2 separate regions of the Sus scrofa genome follow, and region 1 is linked to region 2. A link is a contact called in public HiChIP or PLAC-seq data. All regions are on one chromosome and are shown on one strand. The core of a region is the stretch at or near the end of the contact, and the rest is flanking DNA. Distances in the headings are between cores, read along the strand shown. Region 1 overlaps SAE1 (SUMO-activating enzyme subunit 1). Region 2 holds the start of BBC3 (bcl-2-binding component 3).

Region 1 (4,248 bases), core at 440-2,939, 73 kb before region 2:
GTTGGATCTTTAACCCACTGAGTGAGGCCAGGGATTGAACTTGCATCCTCATGGATACTAGTCAGATTCGTTTCTGCTGAGCCATGACAGAAGCTCCCTATGTAGATTTCTCCGACCTGTCTTTTCTCTAAAGTGAAAGTAACTGCTTCTTTGTCTACATTCTCATGCTTCAGTGACATTTTGGTTTTCTTTTCTAGGGAATTTCAAATGTATTCAAAAGTAGAATAATATTTGACACCCCACCCACTTGGCTTCTACAGATACCAATATTTTGTTGATTTTTTAATTTCTCATTCCCCCTGTATTTTTGGTGGGTTTTTAAATTTAATTAATTAATTTATTTTTTTCTTTTTATGGCTGCACCTGTGGCACATGGAAGTTCCTGGGCTATGGATCAAATCAGAGCTGCAGCTGCCAGACCAAGCCACAGCAACATCGGATCCATGCCGCGTCTGCAACCTATGTTGCGCTTGTAGGAACACTGGATCCTTAACCCTCTGGGTGAGGCCGGGTATTGAACCTGCACCCTCATGGAGACTGTTTCAGGTTCTTAACCTGTTGAGCCACAACAGGAGGTTCAAAGGACAGTTTTTTAAAGCAAATTCCAGAAATCATGTTGCGTTTTTATTTTTTTTTCTTTAAAGGTAAAATATTTTAAAAATGTGTTGTCACATGATGTTATTTATGTCTTTTTTTCCTTTTAGGCAGTAAGCAGAGGTCCTGTCTCATGCTAATAACTAGCACACGCAGTGTGCAGGAAAGCTTCTGTAGACAAAAGTAAATGTCAGTGAATTTTTTTTTCTCTCCTATTTCTGGCCACCCCATAGCATATGGAGTTTCTGGGCCAGGGTCACTTCTGTTGCAATTAACTGTGGCAACACCATATCCTTTAACCTGCTGTGCAAGGCTGAGAATTGAACCTGTGTCCTGGTGCTACAGAGACGCTGCATATCCCATTATGCCACAGTGGGAATTCCTCAATAAAGTTTTTATTTTATTATTTATTTATTTATTTTTCTTTTGGCCACCCTGTGGCTTATGGAGTTCCTTGGCCACGGATCAGATCTGAGCTGCAGTTTGACCTAGGCCGACGTAGCTGTGGCAACTCAGGATCCTTAACCCACTGTACCAGCGCCCGGGGTCAAACCTGCATCCCAGTGCTTCCAGGAAGCTGCTGATTCTGTTGTGCCACAGCAGAAACTCCCTCAATGAAATTTTTTAAAAACTCAACTTGTTTAGGGAGTTCCTGCTGTGGCTCAGTGGAGTAATGATCCAGCTTGTCTCGGTGGAGGCTCCCGTTCCATCCCTGGCCCAGGAACTTCCAAAAAAAGAACACCAAAAAAAAATCACCTTATTTGGGACCTCAGGAGAAAATAATATCTGGAGGTCTTTTTTTGTTTGTTTTAATTATCCTACAATATGGAGAGAAACTTGGATTGGCTGACTTAATATCACAGTCACAAATTGATTTTAGACTTGAATTCAAAACCTTCTAAGGAAAGAAAATCCTCTCCAGTAAGCTGCCAGATAATTAACCTTTGCTGTTTTGAAATCTCCCCAACCACAGTGCCCCCTGGTGGCAAGAACACCCCATCCAGAGGAAGAATTTGTTTGCATTGTGTGGAGGAGTGGAGACTGAGGAAGGATGGTCCAAGACTTGGAGGCCCTTGGTGTGGAAAAATGAAACCATAGTAGGATGCTAGCTTCCTCATTTGGTTGAGTAATCTGAGATTAGGGAACGGTGGTATGATACTGAGGGTGTGTGATGTGGTTCACACCACCTCAGCACAGTGCCGAATGCCACCCATTGTTGGAGTTAACAGTCTGATTGTCGTCCCTTCCTGCTTCACTTCAAGGGCTTACAACGTAGCCTTCTACTTGCCTTCCACTGCAGAGTCTAAAACAGTGGTTCTCAATCCCATCTGAGCTTTTGAATAGCTGCAGACTTATTTAAAAATAAAAAGTCTCAAAGTCAAGGAGGGTTGAGAACCACTGACTCTTTTTTTTTTTTTTTTTTTTTTTTGCCACAGGCTTCTTTTTGGCTGCACCCATGGCATGTGGGAGTTCCCGGCCCAGGGATTGAATTTGTGCCATAGTTGGGACTGTAGCTGAGGTGGCAGCACCAGATCCTTAACCTGCTGTGCCATGAGAGATTTTCCTGCCACTGGCTTCTTATAAACTAATCCCAGTCAATTTACCTAGCTTGACTCCATCTCATAAATCTAAGAGCTCATGAACACTCTTTGGTTGTTCTGCCTTTTGGATTTTGCTTGTGCCTTTTTCCCTTACTAGGATATCCCAGGGAGATGGTGCTACATGTGCAAAAGCTTTGAAATCATGCAGACTTGGGCTCAGATCCTACCTTCTTAAGCTGAGCAGGGTAGTTAACCTCTTAGAAACTTAGTTTGTTCATCTATAAAATGAAGATGTTAATTCCTGCGTCTTGGAGTTTTTCATTTTGTTTACATTAGCAAGCATCCAAAGCACCTGCTGGCTGTCCTGAAATATTGGTGATACAAAATGCACAAGATTTGTTTCCGGAGTTCCCGTCGTGGCGCTGGGGTTAACGAATCCGACTAGGAACCATGAGGTTGCGGGTTCTGTCCCTGCCCTTGCTCAGTGGGTTAAGGATCCGGCGTTGCCGTGAGCTGTGGTGTAGGTTGCAGATGCGGCTCGGATCCCGTGTTGCTGTGGCTCTGGCGTAGGCCGGTGGCTACAGCTCTGATTAGACCCCTAGCCTGGGAATCTCCATATGCCGCGGAAGCGGCCCAAGAAATAGCAAAAAGCAAAAAGACAAAAAAAAAAAAAAAAAAGATTTGTTTCCATTTCCAGCCCCCCCCCCCCGCCCCACCGGGAAGCCAGAACTGGCAATCTGACTCAGGTTGTGGCAGGGGGGACATGAGAGGCTTCCTGGAATTCTGAACTGAGCTGTATCTTAAAAAACAAGTAGAAGTTTATCAAGTTTAAGGAATTGTGCTTTGGGCGAGGGATGTTAGCCCAAAACAGTATGATGAGAAATCAAGTATAACAAGCAGTTAGCTGTTTTTGGAGTGTGAAGCCCACAAGGGTCGGGGGGTTGTAGATTGCAGGTAAGGTCTAGGACATGAAGGGCCTGCTTGTAAGCTCTGCTGTGAGTGATGAGGATTTGTTTGAGAGTTTCAGATGGAAAAGTGGTGACCTCATCATTGGGCTTTCTATAAATCACTGTTACTCTGTAGGCTATGGTTGGCACAAAATATGGAGCAGAAGGCTGCTTTAGTAGTTGAGGTGAGAGATGGAAAGGGTCTGAGGAATGGCATTGATGATGGGTATAGCAAGATGCCCACAGAGGTGAGAATCTCTTAGGTGGCAGAATCAGTGGGATCCTATACAGGAGAGTAAGGAGTAACTACAGCAGCTGACACTGTAGGTGGTGGCACTGCTCTGAGAACTCTAGTTATAGTGTCTCGTTTAGCCCCAGAGCAACTCTGAGATGTAGGGATTATTCCTATTTTACAGATAAGAAAGCAGAGGAAAAGGAAGTCAAGTATTGGCCTACCCAAGGTCACAGTAGTTAGTGGTACAACCAGGACTGGGCAGTCTGACTCCTGGCAGAGCCCGTGCACTTAGCTATTTCACCTGGAAATGTCAAGGATACTAAGACCAGGTTTCTGGTGACCAGATGGGTCACTGGTGGACTCATCAACAGAAACAACGATATAGGAATCGAATATAATTGGCCTATGGGATATCCAGAGGAAATAAGACTCAGATGGATCAGAAAGCAATCTGTAGCAGAAAGACAATTTGAGAAATAACAGCAGCTTTTGGTAGAAACTAAAAGGCATTGAGTTGGCTTATGGAGCTGTATAGAGTGAAAGGATGAGTGGTTCTGAGGTGGAGTCCTGAGAACAGCCACACCTCAGAGAGTCCATGTAGAGATGGGAATGTCCAGTGAGGGAGAAGGAGAGCTAGGCTCTCTGAGGCCAAGAAGCGGAGCATGGGTGGTACTGACTGACACTGGTAGAGTGATGAGTAAGTGTCCTCACCTGTTAGGTATGAGTCCCTCAGACTCACTCAAGATCACACACTTAAGTGGTTGAGCCAGGACTTGAATCAAAGATTTGGATCCAACCTGAATTATCACAGAGCCTTGCTCTTAACCGTCACGCTGTACAATCCCTGTATGTGGTGAGATCCCTGAAGAATTGTGCAGGATAGGTCAGGATCCTGGCTTTGAACAGGAGGGAAGGAAGAGTGTATGCTGTG
Region 2 (4,202 bases), core at 1,311-3,810:
GAGACAACCCCCCACCATCCACCCGGAGACACACACCACACAGAACTCACACAAACACCTGGGCAGAACACACATGATGCTCTTCGGCAAGTACACCATCGCAAACACTGAGCTGAGCCCCAGTGCCCTGCAGACAGACACAGACGGTCCACACAGGCAAGACACACAAGCACACACAAACACAGCACATCGGGCAATACACACACGTATAAACACACCAACAGCTCACTCAAGCAACACACCAACACACTAGGACACACGCGGGCAACACAGACCTACAGAATCACCCCCAACCAGCACACACAGACAACTCTCACAGAGAACACACACACACACACACACGCAGAGGTACACCACACACAAACAGCACCCCCTCTCTCAAGCGCGGCGTACACAGAGAACCCTACGCAAACACACAGGGACAGGGCATACGCTCCGACGGGGCCACAGCCCCAACATTCCCCGGGACCGATACAACCACTCCCCGCAGACCCCAGCACAAACTCGGAGCCAGACACCCGCACACACCCAGGCGAGACACCTGCAGATCCACAACCCCGCACACGCGCGCTCCCACGGCGGGCCCAGACGCCCCCCCTGCGCTGTCACAGCCCCCCCCACCCCGCCGCCGCCACGTGCGCCCGCCCCGCCCGCCAGGCGAGCGCGGGGCCAATAACCGGCTGTTGCTGGGGCGCAGCCCCCGCCCGCAGGAGCCTCAGACTCCACGGCCCGCGAGCCGCCCCCAGTCGCCGCCCCCAGCGGGCGCGCGCCCGGGGTGTGGCCGCCCCTCCACGCCATCCCCCCCCAACCCCGCCCCTCCCGGACTGCAGGGGCCGGAGCAGTCGGGGTCGACTCACTTCCCCGGGGCCTCACTGGCCGCCAGGGGGCGCTGCCGAGCCCGCACCCCATTGTTTGTAAACAAACCCGCCAGACCGCTGAGGCACCTGCGCTCTCGGACCCTTAGTGCCTCCCGCCCAGCAACCCCAGCCCAGGGTGCCTCGTGGAGGTGGAAGGCAAGGAGAGAGGAAGGCACAGTGTGGGGACACAGCCCCCTCCCCCCGATCACACTGCTCTCCGAGTGCACTACCGCCACCTCCTCCAGGGAGCCCACCGGGCCTGGCCAATCGCGACTGGCGGAGGGTCGGGGTGGGCACACTCACCCCGGGGGCATGAACACGCCGGAGGGGACGATGATGGGGGGCGGGCGGCTTCCTTCAGGAGGGCGCGCCCGCTGAGCGCCGCTCGCTGCGGCGACTGTTGCTGCGGTGGCGACTTCTGCTGCTGCTCTAACTGCAGTGGCTGCTGCTGTTGCTGTTGTAGCGGCGGCTGCTCCTCGGGCCGCAGGCGCGTCTACGTCCTGAACGCCGCTGCTGCTGATTTCGCCGCCGCCGCCGCCGCCTCCAGGCGCCCGCTCGCATGTGGCTCGCGCAGCGTCTCAGGCCGCCGGTCGGATCCCGGGCCCGCTCAGCGGCCGCCCCGCCCCGCCCCGCCCCGCCCCCGTCCCCGCCTCCGCCCGGCGGGTCCCACGCCCCGCCCCCGCGTGACGCCACGGCCCCGTCCGCCCGCTCGCCCGCCGCGGACAAGTCGGGACTTGCAGGCGCGCGCCGCTCCCCCTACCTCGGCGGCGCCGGGGGTTTCCCTGCAGCCGCGGGCGGAGCAGGGCCTCTCCCCCGCGTGGAGGCGCAGCGATCCCGCCGCGCTGATGGCGGGACAGCCGGACGCACACGCACTGACACACTGACACGCTGACTGCGACCCGCAGACACACGCACCCAGAGACTTGTCTGCTGCCTGACCGCCTGGCGCTCCAGGGTACACAAAGTCACGTGCTGACAGGGCACGGAGACACGCCGACTCGCAGACACACCCTGGACAGGGGCGTGGACACACAAACTCACACACTGATGGAGCCCACACGCACACACACATCCAGACCCAAATACATAGCCTGACTTGCTAACAGGATCGCTGGGACTGACGGAGTGACACAATGTCAGGGTCACGCAGTTGTACAAACACCCACACTGCTGAGCACGCCTGGGCCCACAAAACGGCTCTGTTCACAAGCATTCCCACTGAGCGGGTACCCACAACACGCACAGTGGCGACAGGCCCACATAGACACAAGCCGAGGGCTTCTCAGGAAGTAGAAACTTCCTGACGAGTGCTGCTGGACACACACGCACATACACGCAGGACACCTGTCACAGAGACACCTGGACACGCGGCTTGATCTAGATGACAGGACCACAGGGACACACAGGAACACACCCCCAAGCCGGTTCCCAGCTGACACATTAAAACTGGCAGAAATGGCCCCTCACAGACACAGATCAATCAGACAGAAAAAAGACTGACCCCCAACAGACAGTCACAAAGTCACACCTGTGACAGGTTCCTGCTCACTGGCCCACTGATGGGACACGCTCCAGAAGCCATGCACCCCTGACCACACTCACCATGAATCTGGTGGGGGACCAGGGTGAGCAGAAAGCCCTGGGCACTGGGCACGGACATGCCCGGGCAGCCCCTGCACTGACTCTCGCTCGGTTTTCTGCCTTTTGGTTCCCTTTCCCTTCTCGGTTTCCCGTTGTCACTCCTTCCTGTACTCTGATGTAGTGACCTCGGTGACCCCACGGTGTCCCGCCCTCCCCCAGGGCTCTGGGGCTCTGTCGTCCCTGCACCTTTCATTCCCTCCATGTCACAGCCCAAACCAGACTGTGTCATCAGAGGGCCAGGGGCCTCTTGAGTGCTCAGTTCTGGGCTGGCTAAGAAGGGGTGCCAGACTTGAGCAGAGGTGCACTTGTTCAGGCTCTCAAGCTCCACTCTCTCCAGGACCAGACCCTTGGATTTTCCAAGAGAAGCAGAAAATGTTAAAATCTCATGTGTAATCCCCCTACTTTCAGTACTGGGGACTAATTCAGCCTCCCTCTCTCCTCTTGCTTTCCCTCATTCATTCCCTCATTCATTCATTCATTCACTCCCCCCTCCTTCCTCTCTTCCTTCCAGTGTTTTTCAAACTCAGGGTCATGACCCACATGCGCAAACCATGATTGTGGACTTCTGTGGATCTTTATTGTGTTTTATTCAAGTTTATTGAGATATATTTACATGCCATATAATTAAATTTTTCGGTGTTTTTAGTGAGTTGGGACAAAAGCACATTATTGCACACCATCACAATCAAGATTTGGACAATTTCTGAAGTTCCCCGGTGGCTCAGCAGGTATTGTCAGTGCACTGGGTCTGGTTGCTGCTGTGACACAGGTTCGATCCCTGATCCATCCAGGAACTTCTGTGTGCCACAGGTGCAGGCAAAAACCAACCAAAAAAGCAAATTAGAATCTCATTTAAAAACTCATGAAGTTGGAGTTCCCTTCGTGGCTCAGCAGGTTATGAACTCCACTAGTAACAATGAAGACGTGGGTTCAATCGCTGGCTTTTCTCAGTGGGTTAAGGATCCGGCATTGCCATGAGCTGTGGCTTACTTAGTTCACAGACGCAGCCCAGATCTGGCGTTGCTGTGGCTGTGGCATAGGTCGGCGTGGCTACAGCTCTGATTCGACCCCTAAGCCTGGGAACCTCATATGCCACGGGTGCAGCCCTAGAAAGCAAAAAAAAAAAAAAAAACAAAAAACATAAAGTCAAAGGAAAATATTGTTTGATGAAAATATTTTTTATGATAGCGAACATACACCAAGTCACAGAGAAAGTGGCTGTGTTTCTGACTGTAGATCAAGTCTAAAGGCGTTTGAGAAATGCTGCCTTGGACATTTTTAAACGAGATCACACACAGATGTCAGTGAGCACAACATCTCACACGTGGTGAGGTATAACCTACTACAGGTTAGCCGTTATCACTAGTATTACTGCGTGTGGCAGTGAAGTTGGGAGAGGGGCTCATGGAGCAGACTGAACCCTTTATTCACTGATCAGTGCCCTAAAGCTGCTTCATCTAGGACTGGACACCAGGAAGCCAGATATGCTAGAATATTCTTCTGAGAAGAAAATGAATGTGAAAGAATCTGGTTTGTTGCTGTGGCTGTGGTATAGGCCAGTGGCTACAGCTCCAATTTGACCCCTAGCCTGGGAACCTCCATATGCCATGGGTGGGGCCCTAAAAAGACGCCCCCCCCCAAAAAAAAGACAAAAAATGAATCTGGCTTGGTGGGTAGGGCTGAAAGCAGATGAGAGGGCCAAGG

What was found. HiChIP or PLAC-seq counts read pairs in DNA pulled down with a chosen protein or histone mark.
Region 1: a contact with region 2 is called in an H3K27ac HiChIP or PLAC-seq map of alveolar macrophages. The contact joins the enhancer-like site here to the promoter of BBC3 in region 2. A contact is called at or near these places in 2 of 5 promoter capture datasets (fetal skeletal muscle and liver), 29 of 47 Hi-C or Micro-C datasets (adipose tissue, alveolar macrophages, blood and 13 more) and 2 of 2 datasets of contacts at active chromatin or transcription factors (alveolar macrophages and skeletal muscle).

Annotation. Positions count from the first base shown.
Region 1 is chr6:52,971,887-52,976,134 of Sscrofa11.1, forward strand. All of the region lies in intron 2 of SAE1 (SUMO-activating enzyme subunit 1), which reads left to right. Among named protein-coding and RNA genes, the nearest start is that of SAE1, 17 kb to the left of the region's middle. Within about 2 kb of position 1,690, at least 7 of the 83 cell types and tissues checked have an H3K27ac peak or open chromatin away from gene starts, as enhancers often do. A contact at or near this core is called in alveolar macrophages, where this site is marked.
Region 2 is chr6:53,044,342-53,048,543 of Sscrofa11.1, forward strand. It overlaps BBC3 (bcl-2-binding component 3), which reads right to left and starts at 2,561. Exons shown (of 4, transcript XM_013998533.2): 1 at 2,460-2,561. The coding sequence starts at 2,462.